Linked DNA regions of Sus scrofa: regions 1, 2 and 3 are each linked to region 4. Evidence: chromatin contacts called from public HiChIP or PLAC-seq and promoter capture Hi-C data. All regions are on one chromosome and are shown on one strand. Each heading gives the region's core, a stretch centred on a gene start, on an enhancer-like site or on the middle of the called end of the contact. The rest is flanking DNA. Distances are from core to core; before and after follow the strand shown.

Region 1 (3,078 bases), core at 108-2,607, 230 kb after region 4:
GAGCCATGACAGGAACTCCCCCTGCTTTCTTTTTTTTATACCAGCTTTATGAGATATAATTTACATACTTTACTATTCACCCATAAAAAGTATATGGTTAGTAGTATTGAAATATATAAAGACAACCCACAAGGGTTACATATCGATGGATTACATTTTTTTTTTTTTTTGTCTTTTTGCCTTTTCTTGGGCTGCTCCCACGGCATATGGAGGTTCTCAGGCTAGGGGTCTAATCGGAGCTGTAGCTGCCGGCCTATGCCAGAGCCACAGCAACTCGGGATCCAAGCTGCTTCTGTGACCTACACCACAGCTCACGGCAATGCCAGATCCTTAACCCACTGAGCAAGGCCAGGGATTGAACCCGCAACCTCATGGTTCCTAGTTGGATTCCTTAACCATTGAGCCATGATGGCAACTCCGATTACATTTTTTTCTTGGCTGTGCCCACAGCACGCAGAAGTTCCCAGGCCGGGGATCGAACCCATGATATGGCAGTGACAAAGCTGGATCCTTAACCCGCTGAGCCACCAGGTAACTCTGGATGGATTTGATTTAGTAATGTTGAACGAATAGCCCTTGTGAGCTTATTTAGAATCTTAAAATAACACTTCACCTGGTAATTACTAAAATATACATTGGTCATTACCAAAATGGTGTACAAAGTGACCGAAAATAATTTAACCCCCTTCTACAGGAGGTGCCTGTACAAACCTCAGCTGACAAAGAAGCTATCCTGAACTGGCTGAGCTAAAAGTCACAGTATTGGAGTTTCCTTGTACAGCAGCTTAAGGATCCAGCCTTGTCACTGCTGTGGCAATTTCTCTTTTCCTTCCTTCCTTCCTTCCTTCCTTCCTTCCTTCCTTCCTTCCTTCCTTCTTTCTTCCTTGACCAAGTGGCAACATGCGGAAGCTCTAGGGCCAGGAATTGAGCCTCACAGCAGTGACCTGAGCCACAGCAGTGATAACACTGGGTCCTTAACCTTCTGAGCTACCAGGGGACTCCCACCCTGCAATTTCAAGATTCAGACTCTGGCCTCAGAACGTGTGAGAAGGAATTCCTGTTGATTTAAGCCCCCTAGTTTGCAGTCACCTGTTACAGCAGCTGCAGGAAACACATACACCCTGAATCTTCATCCCGCCCCATGTGGTGGTACCGAGAGACACAGCTCAGAAGGGGCTCAACCTTCAAAGGGACATTCTAAGACCTGCAACCACGTGTTTGCAGCTAGAAATTGTAGGCCACTTTGGGACCCCAGAGGAGAAGAGGGAAGTGGATTTTTTCGGTGACTTATCACCAGTAAAAACCCTGAACACACAAGTCCCCCCTGGAGGCACCAGGAGGCCTGACAAACAAATGGCAGCTTCCTGCTCTCTCCCAGCCGCACTCAAAAACAACTCTCCCGCCCTTCCCTGTGACGCAGGAGAAACAGGCACATTTAGAAATGTAGACAAGCTCAAAGAGGACAGTTTTCAAAACACCCACCAGCTCCCATCCAAAAACAGATGCTGTTTAATATTTGAGGGTTCTTTGCTTGGATGTTTTTGTAACCTTGTATTTCAATAGTATTTACATATTTATTTTTACAGGACTGGAATCATTAGTGAACGTCTGAACATCTTGTTTTGTAACCTGCATTTTTTTTCTCTTAAGGGTGTATTATGGTTTGGCAGTTGCTCAAAAAGCTAAACATGGAATCACCACATGACAGAACTCCTATGAATGCATCCAAAGGAGATGAAAGTGGGTACAAGAATAGATATTTGTCAGAGTTCCCATCGTGGCGCAGCAGAAGCAAATCTGACTAGAAACCGTGAGGTTTTGGGTTTGATTCCTGGCCTCGCTCAGTGGGTTAAGGATCCGGCGTGGCCATGAGCTGTGGTGTAGGTCGCAGATGTGGTTCGGATCCCTCGTTGCTGTGGCTCTGGCGTAGGCTGGTGGTAACAGCTCCGATTAGACCCCTAGCCTGGGAACCTCCATATGCTACGGGTGCAGCCCTAAAAAGACCAAACAAACAAACAAACAAACAAACAAAAAGAATAGATATTTGTACACACACATACAAAGCAGCGTGACTCACAAAAGCCAAAGGGTGCAAACAACCCAAATATCCTCTGAAGGGATTAACACACGTGACTGTCCGCATGTGGGAGCATCACTCATCCTGCAAAGGAGAAGCACCAACACTCCTACCACGTGGATGGACCTGGCGACCACGAGGCTCAGTGAGAGAAGCAGACACAGAAGGACACACAGTGTGGGACTCCATGGATGGGAAAAGTCCAGAACAGATGCACATCCACAGACAGAGGTGGGTTCCTGGTTGTTAAGGGCTGCCAATGGGAGGGTCAACAAACAGTTATTGTTTAATGGAAAGGCAATTCTGTTTGTGATAGGACAAAATTCTGGAAATAGTGATGACTACACAACAATCATCATGATAAAGCCAAAAAAAAAAAAAAGCGTGTTTTCTTTTCTACTCAAGGTTCTATAATAACCTATATGGGAAAAGAATCTGAAAAAGAATGAATATATGTATATGTATAACTGAATAGCTTTACTGTACTCCTGAAACTAACAACACTGTAAAGCCAACTATATTCCAATTAAAAAAATTTTTTCTTTTGTCTGCCTCCGAGCCATATGAAAGTTCCTGGGCCAGGGATTGAACCCACGCCTCAGCAGCAGTGCCTTGATCCACTGCAGAGACAACCCAGATCCTTAACCTGCTGAGCCACAAGCGAATTCCTAAAACTGGCAATTTTTATGTTATATGCATTTTACCATAACAACTTTGTGAGTGAATCTTTCAGCCCCAGGAGAGCCTTTGGGTGAGGTTGACATCTTTTTTTTTTTTTTTTTTTTTTTTTGGTTTTTTGAGGGCCACACCTGCGGCATATGGAGGTTCCCAAGCTAGGGGTTGAAACAAAGCTACAGCTGCCAGCCTACACCACAGCCCCAGCAACGCAGGATCCGAGCTGTGTCTGCGACCTATACCACAGTTTATAGCAACACCGAACTCTTAACCCACTGAGCGAGGCCAGAGATCCAACCGGCGTCCTCATGGATGCTAGTTGGGTT
Region 2 (3,209 bases), core at 373-2,872, 130 kb after region 4:
AGACCAGGGTAACCTGGACAGAAGGTTCTAGGACAACCACTCAGAAGCAAAGTGGGGGCTCCAGTCCCAAAAGCAGGATTAGGCCAGCTTTAAGAGGGAAATTTCCATGGGAGAAAGGAAAAAAGAAATCCATCTGTGGGAGTTCCCATTGTGTTAAGGACCAACATTGTCTCTGTGAAGATGGTTGTGTTCACTCCCTGGCCTCAATCAATGGGTTAAGGATCCGGCATTGCATCAAGCTGCCATACAGGCTGCAGCTGCAGCTGCCACTCGACCCCGGCCCAGGAATTTCCACGTGCTGCAGGTGCGGCCATAAAAAAAAAGAAAAAAAGAAAGAAAAAGCCATCCATTTGTTTAAATCTGTGGGAAAACACAACTAATCAGTGTGTGAAGTAATGACACGTTGAGAAAGAAACAAGCAAAACAAAACAAACAAACAAAAAAAACAGGCAAAGAAAATCAGGCTAACAGGAAAAGAAGAAATTAATTAGCTTTGGAGGACGATAGGAAAAACAGCGTAAGAAAAACAATACAGCTGAATACATTGCTTGCCTGAACAGCGAATACTATTTTCAGCCCTAAAAAATAAAACACGATCTGACAAAACTCACGATATCCACATTCAGAATATGGAGGGCGAGGTTGGAGAGGGTGGGTGGCAGATAGAAATGAAACCTCAAACCCGGCGCAGCCAAAAAGAATAACGTTATTTACAAAGCTGCTCTTGGTAGTTCTGAGCTGACAAAAGAACAGAAAAAAGAAGCGATCGGGCACCTAGTGTGACAGGTGGGGAAATCATTTAACTTTGTGGCACCGCTTGCCAAACGGGCCTGGCTAACGGGCCCTGGTGGCCTCGGGTGCGGTGCCAGGAGTTTCGCCGTCACCCCCACCCGTTACAGAAACCAGGTGACTCCCAGACCACATGGCCAGCATACCAACGGGCGACTGCCGGGGCACACGGAAAGCGCCTCGGGAGCTGCCGCCCTACCGGACCGGCATTTATGGCCCGAGCTCCGAGAGGGCGGGGAGCGGGCACCCACTCTCAGCCTGCGCCCCCGCCGACCGCCCCTCGCCCTCTCCCCTCCAGGGAACTCCCGGGGGTCTCCGCCCTAGCCCCTCGCCGCTCCTGACTCGCCTGCGCGGCCTCACTGCCGTAGTCTATTCAGACTCCACCGTAACCGCCTATTCTGCCGCCACAGCCGCCGCGACAATTTCGACAGGCGCACGCGCGCCAAGGGCTAAGGAAGCACTTCCGAGGGCAGGCGAGGCGGGGCCTTCCGTGTGCGCATGCCCAGCCCGCCTAGCGGCGCGGGGCAGACGTTCCGGATGCTGGAGGTGAGTGGCGAGCCGGGAGTGTGGGCCGGAAGCCGAAGTGCGCGTGCGCGTCGGCCCCCACCCTCTCTCGGTGGGCCTAATTCGCGGGGCCACCTCTCGCGGGATAGCGAGTTGCGTCTCGCCCCACCTCCACTTCGCATGCTCCAGGTCGCTTCAGTTAAGGGCGCCATGGGTCGTGGCGGGCCACCTTATTGCATGGTTGTATATGGCAACCGTCCACCTTGCTCACTATCCCGTGCGCCCCGTGAGGGTTCACGTTCTATCCAGGCGGCTCCCAGCACTGTACTGACACGCACCAGTGATTGACAGGCTGAGCGGCCGCAGAACGCGCAGGCGTAGTTGCCCGGGCTGCGCTTCCGGAACGGTGCGGTGGGACTCTTTTGGCGCCGGCAACGGCGCGAGTGGGGACGGCGGCCGGTAAGGCGCGGTTTTCGTTCCGCGTTCCGGGTCCCGGCGGCGCCATGCGCTTTAACGAGAAGGAGCTGCAGGCGCTCTCCCGGCAGCCGGCCGAGATGGCGGCTGAGCTGGGCATGAGGGGCCCGAAAAAAGGAAGCGGTGAGCGGCCCGGGGCGCCCAAGCGGGCGGCAGGCGGGGCTGGGCAGCCACCGAACTCGCGCGAGCCTTCCTTGTTCCCGTAGTGGTGAAGCGGAGACTGGTGAAGCTGGTGGTCAACTTCCTCTTCTACTTCCGGACGGACGAGGCAGAGGTTAGGCGCTGGGGAGGGCGGGGTTGGGGGTAGGGGGTCGGGGCGAGGGCGTGGGGGGGGACCGGAGCCAGGGGGCGGGGCCGGGGTCTGAGGCGTGGGACGGGCTTGGGTGGCTGGAGGGTTCCCCGCACCGCCCCTTACGCGTCCATCTGCCCTCAGCCCGTCGGAGCCCTGCTGCTGGAACACTGCAGAGTCACCCAGGAAGAGCCCAGCGGCTTCTCCATCAGTGAGTGCGAACTGCGGCCAAGCTGCCCGGCCCCGCCCCGGCCCCTCTTGCATCTCTACCGACAAAGTCCATTGTCCCGAGCAGCCCCACTCGCCCTGGCTCCTCCCCGTGGGGCCCAGGCAGAGCTTGCAGCGAGGAGGGCGGGAGGCAAGAAGTCTGACATCAGAGTGGGCGCAGAGTTGTGTATTTCTGAAGAATCATCTCTGTCTCACGCCTCTTCTCTCAGCTTCTGGGGCGTCTTTGGCTTTGGTTTTTTTTTTTTTTTTTTTTTTTTTGTCTTTTTAGGGCCGCACCTCAGGTATGTGGAGGTTCCCAGGCTAGGGATCGAATGGGAGCTACAGCTGCTGGGTTACGCCACAGATCTGAGAAGCCTCTGTGACCTACACCACAATTCACCGCAATGCCGGGTCCTTAACCTGCTGAGCGAGGCCAGGAATTGAACCCACAACCTCATGGTTCCTAGTCGGATTCCTTTCCACTGGGTCGTGACAGAAACTCCAACCCTTGGCATTTCTTATCTTGTAGAAGCGTCACCCCATCTTCGTCTCCGTTTTCACAGGATACTGTTCTCAGGGTGGTTGTGTCCAGATTTCACTTTCCATAACAACACTAGACCTGTGGGTTAGAGGCTCACCCTTCTGCAGTGTGACCTCACCTTAGCTACTTAGGACCGCAGCGACCCCACAACCAGACAGAGTCACGGTCCCAGAAAACGTCTTAAACGTTTTAAGACTTGAACATATATTTTGAGGGGGATACAGTTCAACTCAAAGCCAGCTAGTGGGAGGCAGTGAGCCCAGGCTGGGGCTGGAGGAGAGGACAGTTCTGGGTTGGGCAGAGGTGGGAGTAAGTTGGGGCAGAAGGGGGCTGCTCCCTTTGCAGGCTTTCTAGAGGACCCAGAGAGGAAGTACCACTTTGAGTGCTGCAGCGAGGAGCAGTGTC
Region 3 (3,132 bases), core at 295-2,794, 160 kb before region 4:
AGTCTGCAGACAAGTTGCTGCTGGGGGCATGGTCCCTCCCTATCTGTCCCAATGGTAAGGAGCATCACTCGCCAGGCCAGGCCAAGTCGGTCAATAGATGGATTGAAAACTGCACTGTCTTGAGTTGAAAAAGGACACCGGGAGGCCGTTGACACTCAGCTGGGGGTAAGGCACCGCTGGAAACTAAGGCACCTGTGGGCCAGGCCAGCTTCCCTCCTCAGGGGTAAGTTCCTGAGAGCAGGGCCCACAATGCACACAGCCCCAGGCCTGGCACAAATGTGGAGCCAGGCAACCAATGCTTGCATCTGGCTGGCTGTGAACAGTGGGTGGCAGGTGCAAAAAGTCAGGACAAACTTACAATGGAAATTTGAGAAAATGCTACCCCCTCCTTTTTTTTTTCTGGCAAAATGGGAGAACAAGCCCATTATTTAATCTTAGCAAGGGCGCTCCTCTTTGAAAGTTAAAAGGCTCTGAGATGGGGATTCTTTCATGGGGAAAGAGAGAGGATGCCGAATGAAGAATATGAGCCTGAAAGAAAAGGGGAGCCCAGTCCTGAAGGACAGGAGCCCCAGTGAGAGCCCGAGTTCCCCTCCGGAGTAAGGACATCCCTGCAAGCCTTTCCTCGCGGTGCCCCTCTTTTTGCCCCCATTCTTAACAGCTCAAGTCCCACACTCCCCACAAGCAGCGTGACCCCGGGCAGCTCTCACCGAACTCTGCCGCGACATTGATAATCACCACGGTACTGTAATGCTCAATCTAGAAACGTTCACTTGGAAGCCTGACCCCCACCCCAACACACACACAAGCAAGTGGATATGTTGGCACACGGCTCAACACACAGCCCAGGTTCCTAAGCAAGATCCTCTAGACTGCTACTGTAAACAAGAGAGGCCACAATCAGCGGCGCGGCGGCCGAAGAAGCGCAGAAGTAAACAAGGGCTGCCACGAGCACTCGGGGCCGGGGAGGCGGCGGGAACGGTTCCCCCGGCATGAGCTCGGGCCTGCCAACCAGTGTCGGCCGCGCTCCTTTCCCGAGCCCGGCGCGCTCCACCCTTGCGACGCCTCTAGGAGAACGGGTCCCTTCGTTGTTTACGTTTTGCACTCGTTGAAGCAGAGGTTTGCAGAGGTCGCTCAACGTGGGCCCCGGGTAGGTGGCCCGGACTTGGGGACACGTCGCCCGCGAGCGAGAGAGAAGAAGGTTGGGCGGGGAACTGGGGGCCAAGGAAGCCCGGGCGCCGGAGTGCTGAGCCCGGGGCGGGCATTACCTGCTGCGGGGGACGCCGCTCCGCCTCCCCCGGGTGCGCCCGGGCTCCGGGCCCCGCGGTGCCGGAAGTGGCAGTAGGGCCGCCGGCAGGGCCCCCCGGGCGCCCCAGCCCAATACGGGCAGTCGATGGCCCGGAAAAAGCCGGTGGAACGTAGCATGGTCCGTCCCGCGGCGGGGCCGCGGCCCGGAGCCGCCCGGGCCCACGGGCCCCTCACTGGCGCCGCGGTCGCCGCCGCCCGCGCCTCACGGACCCCGCTGCCGCCGCCATCTTGCTCCGAGGTCCCCGGAGGCCCCCGGGACGCCGCCGCAAGGGACCTCGGGAGCAGCTGCCCGAAGTGCGCCTGATCAGAAACACCTGCTCCCGCGGCCCCAAGGAGGGTCATGGACCCATGGCCCAGGACAGGCAGTCGCGGGGGTAGGGGTGGTGGGGGCGAGACGCCCTGCCTACTGTCTCCGGGAGCCTCGCCGGCGCCGCCGCCTGGCCCTCGGTGGCGGCAACAGCGCCATCTTGAGCCCCAGACCCCTGCGGCGCCTGGAGCTGTCCACGGCACGCCTGATCAAAAAAAAAAAAAAAGGCCCCCCTCATAGTCCAGCTGTGGCTTAGGTGCATTTAATTAGTTTTATTAGCACGTCTCCCTGAGGCGCCCTCTGCTGGTCAACACGAGTCCTGCGGGCGTGTCTCACCTGCACCTGGAGATCTGCACCGGAGTTACCCAGCTCAGGCTCTGAAACTCAACTCCGCCCGGGTTGACTTCGAATTAGTGCTCACGTTTTGCACTCGTTGAAGCAGAGGCTTGCGGAGGTCCCTCGACTTGGGCTCCGGGTGGACTCCCACTGGACTCTTGTCTGAAATCTCATCCCCAGGTCCACCAGCGGAACCCTATTCCGATTTACTCATTTGTCCACCAAATATTGACCCTAAACCGTATTTTATCTGTTCATCAGATAATAGATATTCAGGTGGTTTCCGCCTGTTTGTTGTGAATTGAGCCTCTGTGAACATGTGTGTATATGTATCTGAGTACCAGTTTTGTTTCAGTACTAGTTTTTCAAATGATGTAAATTTGTTTGTTGCCCTTTATTTAAATTGGGGGAGATGCTTCATAAAACTACAATTCCCAGCCTGCCCGCCAGCTGGCAATTGCCAAGGATCCCCGTGTGAGCACAGGGTGGGGGTGCAGTCTGTGCAGGTCATCTCCTCCCTCTCCCAGCCCATCTATCCTTACCTCAGCCACCTGGCCCCGGTGGCATTTGGGCCTGAGACCCCTCACCCCAGGGGTCTCTCGATGCCAGCGCCTCTTCCACCGCCAAGAGGAGGGAGGACCCCTCAGCCTGGCCCTGACAATGCTAGTGAGGTGAAGTCAGGTCACCCCTGAGCTTGCACTTACTAGATGCTTCCTCTGTACTCACTGACTGACCTTGGTTATTTACTCAACAAATATTTACCAAGGACCTACTATGTGAGTGCCAGACCCAGTGCTAGAGACATCAGTGAACAAAGCATAGATCCCCACCCTGGCAGTAGTAGCGTTCTAGAAGAGAGACAGCAGGAGATCAGTAAAGGAGATACTTAAGTACAAGGCCGAGAGTGCTCTTCTGGAGGATGGGTGATAGGGAGAGTAGGGAGCTGGGGAAAGGGGTGGTCCATGGAGTCTGATGGGGAAGTGGAATTTGAGCAGTTCAAGGAGAAAGCCAAGCAGGCATCTAGGGTAAAGGCATTCCAGGCAGAGGGCACAATATGTGCAAAGGCCCCAGGGCAAAGGCGGCACCAGGCTTGTTGGAGGAACTGCAAGGAGGCCTGTGTGGCTGCACCTGAGTGAGTAAAGGGGAGAGAGGGAGAAGGTAACAGCGGCAGAGAGGGGGCAGGG
Region 4 (3,161 bases), core at 548-3,047:
CAGGGCTCAGTCCCCAGTCACGGGGGGAAACTGAGGCTCAGCAAGGGCCAGGGTCACTCATGGGGCAGTCATCTACCCGACCACTGACCACTGGAGGTAAAATTTCAACAATGCATATGAAATAATCACTGAAAGGCTAAAAAGAAAAAGAACTAGCACCTTCAATGGAGGACGCCCACAGAGCAGGAATGTGGGGTAGGAACGGTGCGAGGGAGGCTGGGGGCTCAAAGGCAGCACATCCACCACCTCCAGCTCTGAGTTTTCGGTGGGGGGGGGGGCTGCAACACACACATGGTCCTGAGGACCCAACCACGGGCCTGGAACCTTCCTTGGACAGGAATTTAGACCCAGTTGTTCATTAATAACCAAGAAAAACCAGAAAGAAGGATTTCAGAGGCACAGGCTAAACAAAAGCCACACATCAGAAAGGTAGAGAGGACCCTCACAGCAGGCTGGGGGACACTCCAAGCAGAATGAGGAGAATCCCCCTAACCCCTCCCCTAACAGAACCCCCTCAGCGCCTCCCCGCTACCCAGAGAGCAGGGCCAGAGGAACCAGCAGTGGGCAGGGCAGTGTCTGACATCAGCCCCACCCCACCTAAGGGCCTGGGGGCCGCATCCTAGAGACTGGCAGAGGGATGGGGCCTGGACCCAGAACTCCCGCCTCTGGAGAAGAGGCCTTGGGGGTAAGGGGTCAGGGAGCTGAGGGCAGCACCGAGATGGGGGGTCACTGCAGGTTCTGTGGCTCAGGAGTCTGGGGGTCTTGGGTTCATGAGCTGGAGGTCTGATGAGGCTCTGGGGGTCTAGCCCCAAAAAGGATGGGGAAGTCAGGGGGAGGAGGTCATGATGGAGGATGTGGAGGGAGGTGGCTGTGTCTGGGGTCCTCAGGCTGGCCAAGCTGGGACAGCAGGGCCTGGAGAGCCTGGCAGGGGTTGAAAGGTCCCAGGAACGCCAGGGGTGGAAAAGGTCCCTTGGTCTGGGAGATCCTGGCCAAGGTGGTGGGGTCAGGGGTCGCAGAGCCAGGAGTCACTGATGAGAATGAAAAGGCAGAGGGTCTCAGGACCAGAATATGGCTAGTATCTGGAAATACGGGGTGGATGGGCGCCTGGTAGGGCCGAGGAAGGATGGGGCCTGAGGATGATGGGTACTGGGGACGAAAGGGTCCTAGAGACACTGGATGTCCGGGGAGGGCAGGTCCCTGAGCCAGCAGGGTTCCGCGAATGGCGGGTCCCCGATCCAGGGAAGATGGGTCCTGGGGATGGCGGGGTTGGGGGCCGGGGGTAGGTCCCAGGGGTGGCAGGGTTCGGGGACGGTAGGTCCAGGGGGTTGGTGGATCCCAGGGGTAGCGGGGTTCGGGATGGCAGGGGCGGGGGCGGAGGGTTCGGGACGGCGGTCCCGGGACAGCGGCCCACCTGTGCGCCGGGATGCGCTGCGCGCCGAGCCCCTTGCCCACCAGGAAGTGCACGTCGCAGAGCACCTCGTTGTTGAAGAGGAAGGCGAAGCGCTCCTTCACCGTGGGCTTGGTGGCCTGCCAGTTGTAGACGGGCTCGCGCAGCAGCGCGGCCGCCCCCGGCTCCTCGGCCGCCCGCTCCCCGCCCGCCGCGGCCTGCGCGCCCGGCCCCGACACCGGCGGCGGCGGCCCGGGGGCGGCGGGGGCCGGAGCGGCGGCGGCGGCCGCCGCGTTGCCGGGAGCCGGGGCGGCGTTGGCGCTGGGCCCCGGGCCGCCCCCCGCTCCCGGGCCGACCCCCGGCGGGCACGACGCGCGCCCGCCGCTCCCACCCGCCGCCATCTTGTCGGTGCGGCGCCGGGCGGGGCGGGGCGGGGAGGGAGGGGGCGGGGGAGGGGGGGTAGAGCGGAGGGGGTGGGGCAAGGGGGGGGAGGAGGGGGCAAGGGGGGAAGGGAGGGGAGGGGGAGAGACCGGAGAGGAGGGGCAAGGGGGGGGGGGAGGGGGCGAAGGGGAAGGAAGGGGAAAATTAAGCGTCTAAAAAGTGACTGGGATGGAGTTCCCTGGTGGCTCAGCAGGTTAAGGATTTGGCGTTGTCATTGCTGTGGCTCGGGTCATTGCCGTGGCACAGGTTCGATCCCTGGCCTGGAAACATCTGCATGCCGGGCAGGGCAGAAAAAAAATAAAAGGGTTGGGAGACCTCAGGATTCTCAAAGCCTGGTCCTTCCCGTGGAGAAGGGATTTCTTCATTTGGGCGGTGGCCCATGGACCGCCCGCAAAGCCACAGGCAAGACATTCCTCCTCAGTGTCCAGTTTCAGCCCGAATCCTGGCCGGTTCTTACCTCCAAAGCAGACCTTGAATCGTCTCCCTTTTCCTGGGTCCCCTCGAGGACCGGCTCTGCTCTCACCTCAGGGAAGTAAATTTTTAACACTGGGCTGCATGGGGTTTTTTTCAGGGTGGGGGGCGCCCCCATGTTTTCATTTTGCACTGTTCCGGAGAATTCTGTGGCAGTCCAGGCCCCATTCCACTACCACTGTCGTCTAAAACTGCCCAGCTTGCTCCCTGACAACCACCAGCCCCAACAACCCAACCTTCCTTACTCTTTTTAGAATCTAGCCTCCTCCCAACTTAAACCAGGTCTTTGGGAGCCGCTGCTTAAAGCCCTCCAGGTGCTCCCCATGAAAGCCAAACCCCTTCACCTGGGAACTCAGCTCTGTGGATGTCATCAGCCCTCCTAGCTCCTTGGCATTAGCCCCACCCCTACGATAGACTTCCACTATCAGCCTTAGCCCCTGGATTTTAGACACTCCCACCTTGCCAGCCCACTGCCTCTGCCCTTTGGGGTGAGAAATGAACAGAAGGCCAAATCGTACAACATTATAACCATGCGCAAAGCCATCTCAAACCTGATTTTTTTTTCAAAGATCTTTGTTTCACTTTAAAAGTAATATATAGGGGGAGTTCCCGTTGTGGCGCAGTGGTTAACGAATCCGACTAGGAACCATGAGGTTGCGGGTTCGGTCCCTGCCCTTGCTCAGTGGGTTAACGATCCAGCGTTGCCGTGAGCTGTGGTGTAGGTCGCAGACGTGGCTCGGATCCTGCGTTGCTGTGGCTCTGGCGTAGGCTGGTGGCTACAGCTCCGATTGGACCCCTAGCCTGGGAACCTCCATATGCTGCGGGAGCGGCTCAAGAAATAGCTAAAAAAAAAAAAAAAAAA

The links. Promoter capture Hi-C pulls out the DNA fragments that hold promoters and counts their contacts. HiChIP or PLAC-seq counts read pairs in DNA pulled down with a chosen protein or histone mark.
Region 1: a contact with region 4 is called in a promoter capture Hi-C map of liver, with 4 times the contacts expected there. The contact joins the enhancer-like site here to the promoter of BTBD2 in region 4. A contact is called at or near these places in 2 of 5 promoter capture datasets (both in liver), 7 of 47 Hi-C or Micro-C datasets (alveolar macrophages, embryonic fibroblasts, heart right ventricle and 4 more) and 1 of 2 datasets of contacts at active chromatin or transcription factors (alveolar macrophages).
Region 2: a promoter capture Hi-C map of fetal liver shows a contact between it and region 4, with 2.3 times the contacts expected there. The contact joins the promoter of SF3A2 here to the promoter of BTBD2 in region 4. A contact is called at or near these places in 1 of 5 promoter capture datasets (fetal liver), 2 of 47 Hi-C or Micro-C datasets (fetal skeletal muscle and skeletal muscle) and 1 of 2 datasets of contacts at active chromatin or transcription factors (alveolar macrophages).
Region 3: a contact with region 4 is called in an H3K27ac HiChIP or PLAC-seq map of skeletal muscle, with 2.8 times the contacts expected there. The contact joins the promoter of REXO1 here to the promoter of BTBD2 in region 4. A contact is called at or near these places in 2 of 2 datasets of contacts at active chromatin or transcription factors (alveolar macrophages and skeletal muscle).

What each region holds. Positions count from the first base shown.
Region 1 is chr2:76,308,165-76,311,242 of Sscrofa11.1, reverse strand. No RefSeq gene overlaps it. Among named protein-coding and RNA genes, the nearest start is that of OAZ1, 13 kb to the right of the region's middle. Within about 2 kb of position 1,357, at least 15 of the 83 cell types and tissues checked have an H3K27ac peak or open chromatin away from gene starts, as enhancers often do. A contact at or near this core is called in alveolar macrophages, liver, retroperitoneal adipose tissue and 1 more, where this site is marked.
Region 2 is chr2:76,403,295-76,406,503 of Sscrofa11.1, reverse strand. It overlaps SF3A2 (splicing factor 3A subunit 2), which reads right to left and starts at 1,622. Exons shown (of 9, transcript XM_021084193.1): 1 at 1,136-1,622. It overlaps PLEKHJ1 (pleckstrin homology domain-containing family J member 1), which reads left to right and starts at 1,334. Exons shown (of 6, transcript XM_003123020.6): 1 at 1,334-1,890; 2 at 1,974-2,041; 3 at 2,201-2,267; 4 at 3,150-3,209. The coding sequence starts at 1,797.
Region 3 is chr2:76,692,681-76,695,812 of Sscrofa11.1, reverse strand. REXO1 (RNA exonuclease 1 homolog) reads right to left here and starts at 1,544. Exons shown (of 16, transcript XM_003123002.4): 1 at 1,266-1,544. The coding sequence starts at 1,422.
Region 4 is chr2:76,537,174-76,540,334 of Sscrofa11.1, reverse strand. BTBD2 (BTB/POZ domain-containing protein 2) reads right to left here and starts at 1,797. Exons shown (of 9, transcript XM_021084208.1): 1 at 1,412-1,797. The coding sequence starts at 1,788.